2 separate regions of the Callithrix jacchus genome follow, and region 1 is linked to region 2. The links are chromatin contacts, called in public Hi-C maps. All regions are on one chromosome and are shown on one strand. The core of a region is the stretch at or near the end of the contact, and the rest is flanking DNA. Distances in the headings are between cores, read along the strand shown.

Region 1 (4,768 bases), core at 1,344-3,843, 130 kb after region 2:
AGTGATTCTTCTGCCTCAGCCTCCCGAGTAGCTGGGGCTATAGGCACACACCATTGTGCCCAGCTAATTTTTGTATTTTAGTAGAGACGGGGTTTCACGATGTTGGCCAGGATGGTCTCCATCTCTTGACCTTGTGATCTGCCCACCTCGGCCTCCCAAAGTGCTGGGATTACAGGGATGAACCACTGCACTCGGCCCAAAATTCTTTTTTAAAACATCACCACAGGCTTCCTTTCCGCCATTACCTTGGGCTGTTAATTAGTCATAGCTTATATTAATTTAATTAGCTTTTTGATGAGCTCTGATAGGTACTGCTGTTTCATGAGCAATTTCTTTTGGCTTCCCACATCTATGCTGTTTTGAGACTTATAATTATTCTTCATTTCAACAACTACAATATTGTTTTGCTACGTACTGATGAACCAATTAAATAGGTCAATGTTGATCTTTTTTTTTCCATTAAGTTCTTTTAAAAAAAATTTCCAATGTATTAAACCACCTTTATGACCTTTAAAAACAGCTGTTATCTCCTATCCAAAAGTCCCATTCAAGATTCCAGTGTTTATCACGAAGCTGAATCTAGGATTTACTGTGTGTAGTTATGGTACATGAAATATACAGTTTCAAACAAGGATTTTTTTTTTTTTTTGAGACAGAGTTTCGCTTTTGTTGCCCAGGCTCGATCTCAGCTCACTACAACCTCCACCTCCTGGGTTCAAGCAATTCTCTTGCCTTGGCCTCCCTCCCAACTGGGATTACAGGCATGTGCCACCATGATCGGCTAATTGTTTTGTATTTTTAGTGGAAACAGTGTTTCTCCATGTTGGTCAGGTGGGTCTCGAACTCCCAACCTCTGGTGATCCACCCGCCTTGGCTTCCCAACAGGCATAAGCTACCACCGCGCCCGCACAAGTTTTTTTTTTTAAAAAAAACACTAAATGTATTCTAAATGGGCAGGGGACGGGACAGTAAAAACAGATGAGGCACCAGTAGTACTATGTAACTTGACAAAACTTGTTTGATGTTAAATTATGAAAACAATTTATACAGGATTTGTTAATATTAACTATAAGATCTTATGTCTTGGCCAAATTTAGCCCGCCAGAGAAGCAAGCCAGAGCAACAAGTGAGCAAAATTTCCAAGCTGAGAGAATATTTTAAAAGTATATGTCATTATCTGGAAAGTATATATTAGGAGCCATTTAGCACATAGTGCGTCTTCTATAAATATCTGCTCATGATTAGCCAATGTTACATCTCCATAATTTATACTAAAATACTTTTTTTCTCTTGCATTATCCTTTTCTGAACACCTGTTCTGCCCTGAGGATATAAATTGGGTTCCCAGCTCTTAATAAGGAGCCCATGCAAAGACAAAGACAAAGGATCATTTATTACCTTCCAATACGATCAACGTAATGACGTACAAGATCCCTGGGAAGATGGGGAAAGCAGTTAAGTCATCTTTGGAAAAACAGGAGCCCTTCCGGGGAGAGCGTTGCGTTTAGCTTTATTATACCAAGAATTTGGGTTTATCCTTAGAGAGAGAGGATGGGCGGCTGGAACTGGATGTTAGGCAGAGGGATGAAACTGTCCAGCTTACCGGTTGGAAAGGACCGGCGGACAATAGTGGAAGGTGGACTGAGGAGACGGCATCGAGACGGACACCAGCTAGGGAGGCCACTGGTGACGGGGGAGGAATCTCAACCCTTCAATTCAACGTAGTACGATCAAGTCATCCCTCAGCAATTACTGTCTCCCTCTACACTCAATGTAACGAATACAGCGTTAAAGACAAGGCACCTGCTCAGGGAGCTTTTTAGTCTCTACTATTAGCCTTTACTAGCAAATTACAGCGCAGTGCCCTTAGCAAACTAGAGTTCTCGCCAAAAGATTCTGCACTGTTAGCTTATTTCATAGTGACTACTACTGGTCCCCTTCTCCCTCTAGTTTTGGTCAATTTTGTCCCCGCAACTTAGATTAAAATGTCTAAAATGTCCATTAATAGAACTAGGAACAGTTCAAATAGTTTCAAGCCCAGGGGTGGCAGAGAAGCCAGGGACACGCGCTCCGGGCCTAGGAGCTCCGCGGAGGCCGTCCTTACCCACCGCCCACCCCGTTCTCCCACCCGCGGGGCGCGCCCCGCCGGCCACTGGGTTACCTTCCGCTTCGCGGGCTCGTCGGGCTCCGGCACGGCGGCCATGGGGACGACTCCGCGCCTCCACCAGCCCTGCGCGGCCTGGGCCACCAGAGCTGCAGCCCAGCCCGCGGCGCCCCTCCCTGTCCCGCCCCCGCGCGCCGCCGCCTCCCGCCCCGTCCCCACGCGCCGGCCGCCATTTTAGGAAACGTTCCTAATGCTCCGCAGTGGCCGCGCCGGCGCCTAGGGTGCGAGGTCCTTTGTTCCATCGAACGGGTCACACTTTCTCCCCAGCCCGGCACACAGCCAGCAGGGCCGGGAGCGCAGAAGGAGAAGGGTTCGGAAAAGACACCGGCTCCCTGATTCCTGGTAGGGCGGGGCGGAACCGAGCCAGACTGCTCCACTTCTCGCCCCACCCCCCCGCACTCCGTCCCAACCGCCATTTTTAACCGTCTCCGGCGCGCGCTCTCGCTCACGTGCACGAGCGCCGGGCGCGCGCCGAGGGGTGGGGCCGTGGCGGAGAGAGCGGGCGCGGCGCTGCTGCTTTGTCCCGCGGGGTTGGCCCCGCCGCGGGGGTCGGCCCGGCCCCGGCCCACCGGCCCGGAAGTCGCTCCGCGCTGGCTCGGCGGCCCTCGTCCCCTAAGTGTCCTTTGTCCTTCCGGCTACGGGACGAGCCCTTGGTGCCCAGGCGGCCCCACTCCGCCCCAGCAGCCGTTTAGTCCCCGGTGCCTGCCTCGCGCAAACGGGGCTCCGACGCCCACCCCACTTCCTCCTCCCTGTTATGGTTTCATTACCAAGTGGCTTTAAAATAGCACCGCGCAGTTCTCCTGAAGGAGACTGGGGACAAAATGGAGGGAGCAGCTCGCTAATGTACATGCGTCAGGACGTTGGTGTCCGCGGGGAGGGTGCGCAGGGGACGAGGTCTTGCGACGTTCCAGGAAAGAAGGCTCTGCGGCGGGCATTTTTGATGTGAAGTCGTGTTCCACGTTTCCCTCCTCCCTTCCACTGCGGCATAAGGAGAAACAAAATACTGCATGTTGGCGAGCCCCGTCGAGAACGCGTGCTTGCAAGATCGAGCCCATTTTTCAGCGGTCACAATAACGCAGTTGTTTCTAGTATTTGATTTTTCCCCTTCCACCTGACGCCTCCTTTATTTCTGTACTTCTACGTTTCACGTTTAGGCTGTGTGTGTTTCGAAGGGCACTCCTGGGAGACTGGACTCGTAGAGGATGTCGTTGTGCAGAGTCATGCAGCTTTGAATGATGCTGCTCGCTGGCACGCAGCACTCCATGTTAACGACGCTGAATTCATACTAGTGCCGCTCATTGGGCGGTTTTTTAATCCGTAATGACCTGACTTTCATGCCCATTTAATACCTTTCTGCAATGCCAGTAAAATACACAATATGTGATATGTATTTATGTGTCAGAATTAATGTTTTTAAAGTGAGTTTTTTTTTGTTTTTTGAAATTGGAGTTAGAAACTACATACTACTCTGCTGTTTGCTAGGGAAAAGAAAAACGTCACCCTACTGGTGATACCCTGCCATTTCTGGATTCTCAGCTGAAATTCTAATGCTAACTATGCTTTGAACTCCAGGTCTGAAAGGTAGTGTTTAAGGCAGTAATATTCCTTGAAGGAGGGAGAAATTCTTTTGAAAATTTCCAGGAAAACTGGAAAATTACCGGGTAAAACACGACCGAGCTATCCTATTTTACGTTTTATTGTGACTTTGAAAAATTGCCAGAGTACACACTGTAGGGGTCCATTTCATTTGTCTGTGAGAATTATTTTCATATGGATGATTATTTTATTTTATTTTGTTTTATTTTTTGAGACAGTCTCACTTCGTTGTCCAGACTGGACTGCAGTGGTGTGATCTCAGCTCCCTGCAATCTCTGCCTCCGGGTTCAAGTGATTCACCTGCTTCAGCCTCTGAGTAGCTGGGATTACAGGCACATGCCACCACAACCTGGTACATTTTTGTATTTTTTTGTAGAGATGGGGTCTCTCCATGTTGGCCAGGCTGGGCCTCAGACTCCTGACCTAGGTGATCCTCCCGATTCGGGCTTCCAAAGTCATGGGATTACAGGCCTGAGTTACCGCGCCTGGCCTATTTAAAAATTTTTATTTTCACAAAATTACATAATACTTACATTTTTAATTGTTTAACAGTTAAAGAATGGAAAGTAAAACTGACTTATTTCTCTCCTCTTTTTTTTTTTTTTTTTGAGACGGAGTTTCCATCGTTACCCAGGCTGGAGTGCAATGGAGCGATCTCGGCTCACCGCAACCTCCGCCTCCTGGGTTCAGGCAATTCTCCTGCCTCAGCCTCCCGAGTAGCTGGGATTACAGGCACGCACCACCATGCCCAGCTAACTTTTTGTATTTTTAGTAGAGATGGGGTTTCACCATGTTGACCAAGATGGTCTCGATCTCCTGACCTCGTGATCCACCCGCCTCGGCCTCCCAAAGTGCTGGAATTACAGGCTTAAGCCACCACGCCCGGCCCTTTCTCTCCTTTTTAAAGAATATATTACTAACAGTTTGATGTCTCTTTCTAAACTCTTCTTTTTCCTTCTTCTTAAAAAAATGTTATTTGTAGAGACGTTGGGGGTGAGAGGGGCGGGT
Region 2 (5,247 bases), core at 1,330-3,829:
GTTGTGGTGAGCCGAGATCGCGCCATTGCACTCCGGCCTAGGTAACAAGAGCGAAACTCCGTCTCAAAAAAAAAAAAAAAAAGCTGTCTTTGATTAATTCAAATGTTCTGAATTCAACAAATATGTATTGATTACCTACCATGTGCCAAGCACTCTGCACAATATTCAACATTAACAGATCAGAAATGGTCGCTGACCTTTTGGAACTTACAGGGTAATGAACATATCCTTCAAAATTATCCTCTCTTTTGTGTGATTCCATGGTCATCAAATGACTTCTGAAATATAAATTCACACTACCCAAAGCTTAGTACCCATAAAACAGTATGTTACATTACCAAAATCAGCCTTCAGGTCAATGTATATACCACTATTTAAACTAATAAATCATTCAGGTTTGCACATCAGTCTTTTATGAGTTTAGCTGAGTGAATCCTCAAAACTTAATTCGGATTAATTGGCTAGATGTAATTTATGAAAATTCAAAATAGAGTAGCTGAAAATCAAATATAGTAATGGACTATTTCCATAAAAAGTCTTATCAACAAAGTGAGTCTTTACTTATTTTATCCTCTGACAAAATGCCTTTAGTTCATCATACCCTTCAAACTGCAATTAGTTAATTCATAAAACTGTAAACCATAAATGAGATATGCCATATGAGTACTTCCCAAACTTTAATGTACATACAAATCACCTACAGATACGTTAAAATGAAGACTCTGATTCACTGGTGGGGGGCAGCCAGTAATGCCCAGGCTGCTGTCCGCAGACTACAAAGACACACACCTAACACAGTGGCTGGCACGGAGTCCACGCAGCGCAGTTAACTATTCCCTCCCATTCGTATGCATCTCAGCTCCCTTACTGAGCTCAGCTTTCTTGGGAGCTAAGACAATGTCTTTTTCATTTTTGTATCTTTCAGAGTTCTAAGCAGAATGCCTTATCTACATGAAGTTATTAAATATACGGATTCTGAATGAATGGCATCCAGCTTTTAATAGTCATTACTTCTTCTGTGAGTTGACAGAATTGCATCTCTGAATTTTTCTTAAATAGAAAAATATTGTTCAAAAGTTGAAAAACCAGGAAAGCTCTCAATCTATTTTTTAAAAACGATAAATACTGTATTAGTACCATATTCCTGTTTGTGTCTCATGCTGACCTAACCAAGTGTTTTTTAAGAAAACAAGTATCTGGCTACTTGGCCCCAAAAGTCAAAAAAAAGAAAACAAATATCCATAATTACTTTTCTAGTCTCTCTCTTAATGGTTTTCCTTTTTTTTTTTTTTTTTAATAAGGAACAAAAATAATTTATTCATTTTTCTGGGGAAATCTTAAAAGTAACCTTTTCTGTGTATGTAAGGGCATCTTCATCACGGTAATACCTATAAAATAATCCCGGCTTCTCAGATTCATATCATATAAAATCACAGGATTCTTGCTATCAATAGGCAGACGCTGGCAGTTTCATGTCGCCGCCTATTTTCTGTGATCACCTTAACAAGTGACTAAATAGCTCAGGGCTCGTTTATTAGCTGTGAACCTGACCACACTCGGTTCCATGCGGAGAAAAACGGCACGAGAGGGCGTTGTGAGGATGCGAGAAGGCAAGCAAAGGGGGAATGTATTTTCACTTCGTAGTTGTTCAGTTTCACGGGTTTTGGGACATTGTTTTGTCTTGGTGACTTTGCCAACTACCAAACGCAATTATTCTTGAGAACCTAAGGTCTTGGTAACCGAGGATCGGGTTTTGATCACATCATAAATTATACCACGAATTGAAAACAACATGAACGGTCTGGCCAAGAAACGTCATCCCTTTTTGGCGTCTCGGCGCAGGCAACACATTGACGCCTCTTGATCTGGCGACCTTACGCCTCGAAGCGCACAGCGCCTCTGCAGGCGGCCACCGCGCGGGGCCGGGGGTCCCCGGGGACCGCGGGAGAGGCCCCCCCGCCCCCGGCGTACAGCGGCTCCGCGGTCTCGGCGGGGTTTTGGTGTTTCGTCTTTATTAACATTGCCGTTTGGGTGTATGTCTTTGTTGTGTGTGTTTTTTTTTTTTTTTTTAAGAGTCCAGGCCGGTTGCTCGGCGCCGGCCGGCCGCAAGGCAGGCATTTCCGAGGCAGGAGAAGCTCGGAGGCAGCGGCTGTGACCTCCAGACCGTCCTCCCGCGTCCTCATTAAGAAGGCAAAATGGTGGCGGCGAACGCCATCAGGCTGCGCCAGGGCGGGTTTTCGGCGCCAACAGGATCGCGCCAAATTCTGGCGGCCAGAACGCGTCCTCACCCGGCCGCCCCCGGGGCCCACAGCCTGGACAGCTAAGGGCGTGGCGCCTGCGGCACCGAGAGCCCAGGAGGGTGCGGAGGCGGCTGCTGCTTCCCCGCGGCACTGAACAACGACACCATTATCAGCAGCCCCGTGGCGGCGCCTCCGCTGCAGCCCGCGCCGGAGCCCAGGCCCGGCCTCCGAGGGAGGGGAAGAAGGACGCGGCGGGAGGAGGAGGGAGGGGGGAGGAGGGAGGAGGGAAGAGGGGGGGAGGGGGGAGGGGAGAGAAGGGGGACTGGGGAGGGAGGAGGCGGGGCGGAGCGGCGGAGACGGGGCCGCGCGGCTGCCCCTGCTGGGTGGGCCCCTCCTCAGGCCACCCGGTCCCTGCGGGTGGGGACTCCAGATGGACGAGGGCCCACCCCCACCCGGCGCTGCGCCCAGCAGCCCGGGGTCGCGGCGGGCGGTGAGGGCAACGGCTCCCCGGCTCCCCGGCCTTACCTTCCCTGTCCGTCTCGTCCGCCATCTTGCTACGGTCGCCTGGGAGATGCCTAACGACAACCTCAGCCGCGGGGTCCCGGCCGGCTTAGCGCCCCGCGGCCAACCTGGCCGGGAGGAGGGGCCGCCCCGAATCGCGGGGGAGGAAGACCCTGGGGCGGGGCGCCCGGGGCGGGGAGGAGGCTCGGAGCGCGCGCCCGGTCCCGGCTTCCCGCCGCGACCCTCGCGCAGCGGGAAGACCAGAAGCGCCGTCTGCCAGCGGCACCCGCGCGTCGCGCCACCCGGCCCCCAGCCTTGTCCCTGCGGACCCGAGGCCTAGCAGTGTCCCTGAGTCACACGGCCCCCAGCCCCTCCTGTCCCTTATTTCTCATCCTTTTGGGGGCCGCACGCGCGCGCACACACACCCCTCTCCCCCTCCGGTCCTGTTGGTGCGACGTGGCGTGGCTCGGTTTCTGTTGTTAACTGCAGATTTTGAAAAGCAGCCAGAGAGTAGGTGAAGAGCTGGGCTCCCACGGCGGGGACAGAACCAGCCCGCGGCCCGGCTGCTGCAGAAACGCCGCTCCTGCCTCCCGGTTTCCCCCGGCCAGTCCTCACCGCCCTTTCCCGGAGAAAGCCACAGCGCAGCCTAGGACGGCTGAAGCTCAAACGGAAAAACTGGGCCGAGGAAGAGGAAGCCAGAGCCATTCGATTGCTATTACTAGAGGAGAGAAATAGCTGTAGAAAAACATGCGCAAAATAGGCGCAAACATTGCGTCGTCAAGGCTGCAATTTCTAATCAAAATAGAAGGTTCTCATAGCAACAAAAACGTGCCCGTGTTATGCTCAGTATTACATGCGGTAAAACGTTCTCAGGTGAAATTGAACAGGACCGCTGGTTAAACTTATAATGGAAGTTTTAAATTCTGCTTTCAGGAAACTTTGCAGCTATAGCATGAGGTTAAATTTTTGTCTTATTTTCAGGATAAGTTTACTAGAACGTTTTTCTTTTATAAAGAGCTTTGAAGAAAATACCGAATGATGTGGTTCGAATGAATACCTGTTTTCAAAACTAATCTTAAAGGGTATTTCAGTGCATATGTTATGTAAAAGCAATTTATAAACTATTAACTGTACCTTTAAAGAGGCCTTCAAAATACAAGGTACTCGTATTTAATGACTGAACAATTTGAATGCTTGTATTCTGGTTCTATAATCTCTCAAATCCTAAAACTGACTATATTTTTCTTTGTTAACGTACTTTTTCTGTAGAAGATACCCATTGGATCAGCACCAAATTGAAATTGAATAACTTGAACAGAATATGAATTCAATATTGAATTGAGTTGAAACTGAATATAAACAACTGAATCATTGCAAAATGGCTCGTGTTAGAAATTGAATATAAACAACTGAATCATTACAAAATGGCTTTTGTTAGAAGATGGTTGAATACAGTCTTGTACAAAAAATGTTTAACACACCAAAAATAATGAAAAGTAATTATTAGCATTCCTTTATCTAAATCTCATAGTTGATATGATCTAAATATTTGTGTTTAAAGACTCCCTCTCTCCATATGCATAATGAAGGGCTTGGAAAGAAGTGTAGGAAACCCTGAGGTTGGTCTCAGGCTTACTATTCACTATGCTTTTTCCTGTGCTGGTCACAGTTTCCTTTTTCTTGAATGCCTTTCCCTGCTCTTTCTCCTGCCAACATTCACCCTCCCACAGACACACATTGTCCCCTCCTGGTTGTCCTGCGGGATGACCTTTTGTTTTTGTTTGTCTTTTGTTTTTCGAGACAGGGTCTCACTCTGTCACCCAGAATGGAGTGCAGTGGTACAATCTGCTCACTGCAGTTTCTGCCTCCTGGTCTTAAGTGACCCTCCCAGCTCAGCCTCCCAAGTAGCTGGGATAAGAGGTGCTCACCACCATGCCTGGCTAGTTTTTGTTTTGTTTTGTTTTGAGACAGGGTTTCACCATGTTGGGCAGGCTGGTCTCGAACTCCCGACCTCAGGTGATCTGCCCGCCTTGGCCTCCCAAAGTGCTGGGATTACAGGCGTGAGCCACCACACCCAGCCTAGTTTTTGTATTTTTTTGTAGATAAGGTTTCTCCCTGTTGCCCAGGCTGATCTCAAACGATCTGCTGCTTGCCTCTGCCTCCCAAAGTTCTAGGATTAGCTGTGAGCCACGGTGCCTGGCCAGGATGACCTTTTTGAAGTCACCTACTCCTTGAAGCTTTCTTTCCCTCTCAACCTCTTCCTCTGTGGCCTCACACTCATAGAGCCTCCCACATTTATTTGCAATGACTGCTCATTCACTTGTTTCCACCAAATGGTAACCTCTTGAGGACAGAAACAGCTTTATTCATTCATATGTCCCCAGTGTCTAGTGCAATTTTTCTGTTTGCAATAATACATGTCTTAAAAATTAAGATAGGAGTTAGTCTTCTCAGTGACTTTTTTTTTTAAAGACCTAGATTTAGCACTTAGTGTAGTAAGACAGAT

The links. Hi-C and Micro-C count contacts between places; a contact is called where the count stands out from the background.
Region 1: a Hi-C map of skeletal muscle shows a contact between it and region 2, with 4 times the contacts expected there. The contact joins the promoter of COX20 here to the promoter of LOC118149443 in region 2. A contact is called at or near these places in 2 of 3 Hi-C or Micro-C datasets (both in skeletal muscle).

The regions. Positions count from the first base shown.
Region 1 is chr19:41,357,218-41,361,985 of calJac240_pri, forward strand. COX20 (cytochrome c oxidase assembly factor COX20) reads right to left here and starts at 2,594. Exons shown (of 3, transcript XR_013529943.1): 1 at 2,162-2,594. LOC144580433 (a long non-coding RNA gene) reads left to right here and starts at 2,333. Exons shown (of 4, transcript XR_013529946.1): 1 at 2,333-4,768.
Region 2 is chr19:41,228,062-41,233,308 of calJac240_pri, forward strand. LOC118149443 reads left to right here and starts at 2,580. Exons shown (of 5, transcript XM_078357188.1): 1 at 2,580-2,685; 2 at 2,687-2,868; 3 at 2,870-3,017; 4 at 3,019-3,159; 5 at 3,162-4,120. The coding sequence starts at 2,671. The coding sequence ends at 3,224. It overlaps DRC8 (dynein regulatory complex subunit 8), which reads right to left and starts at 2,893. Exons shown (of 7, transcript XM_078357190.1): 1 at 2,766-2,893. The coding sequence starts at 2,790.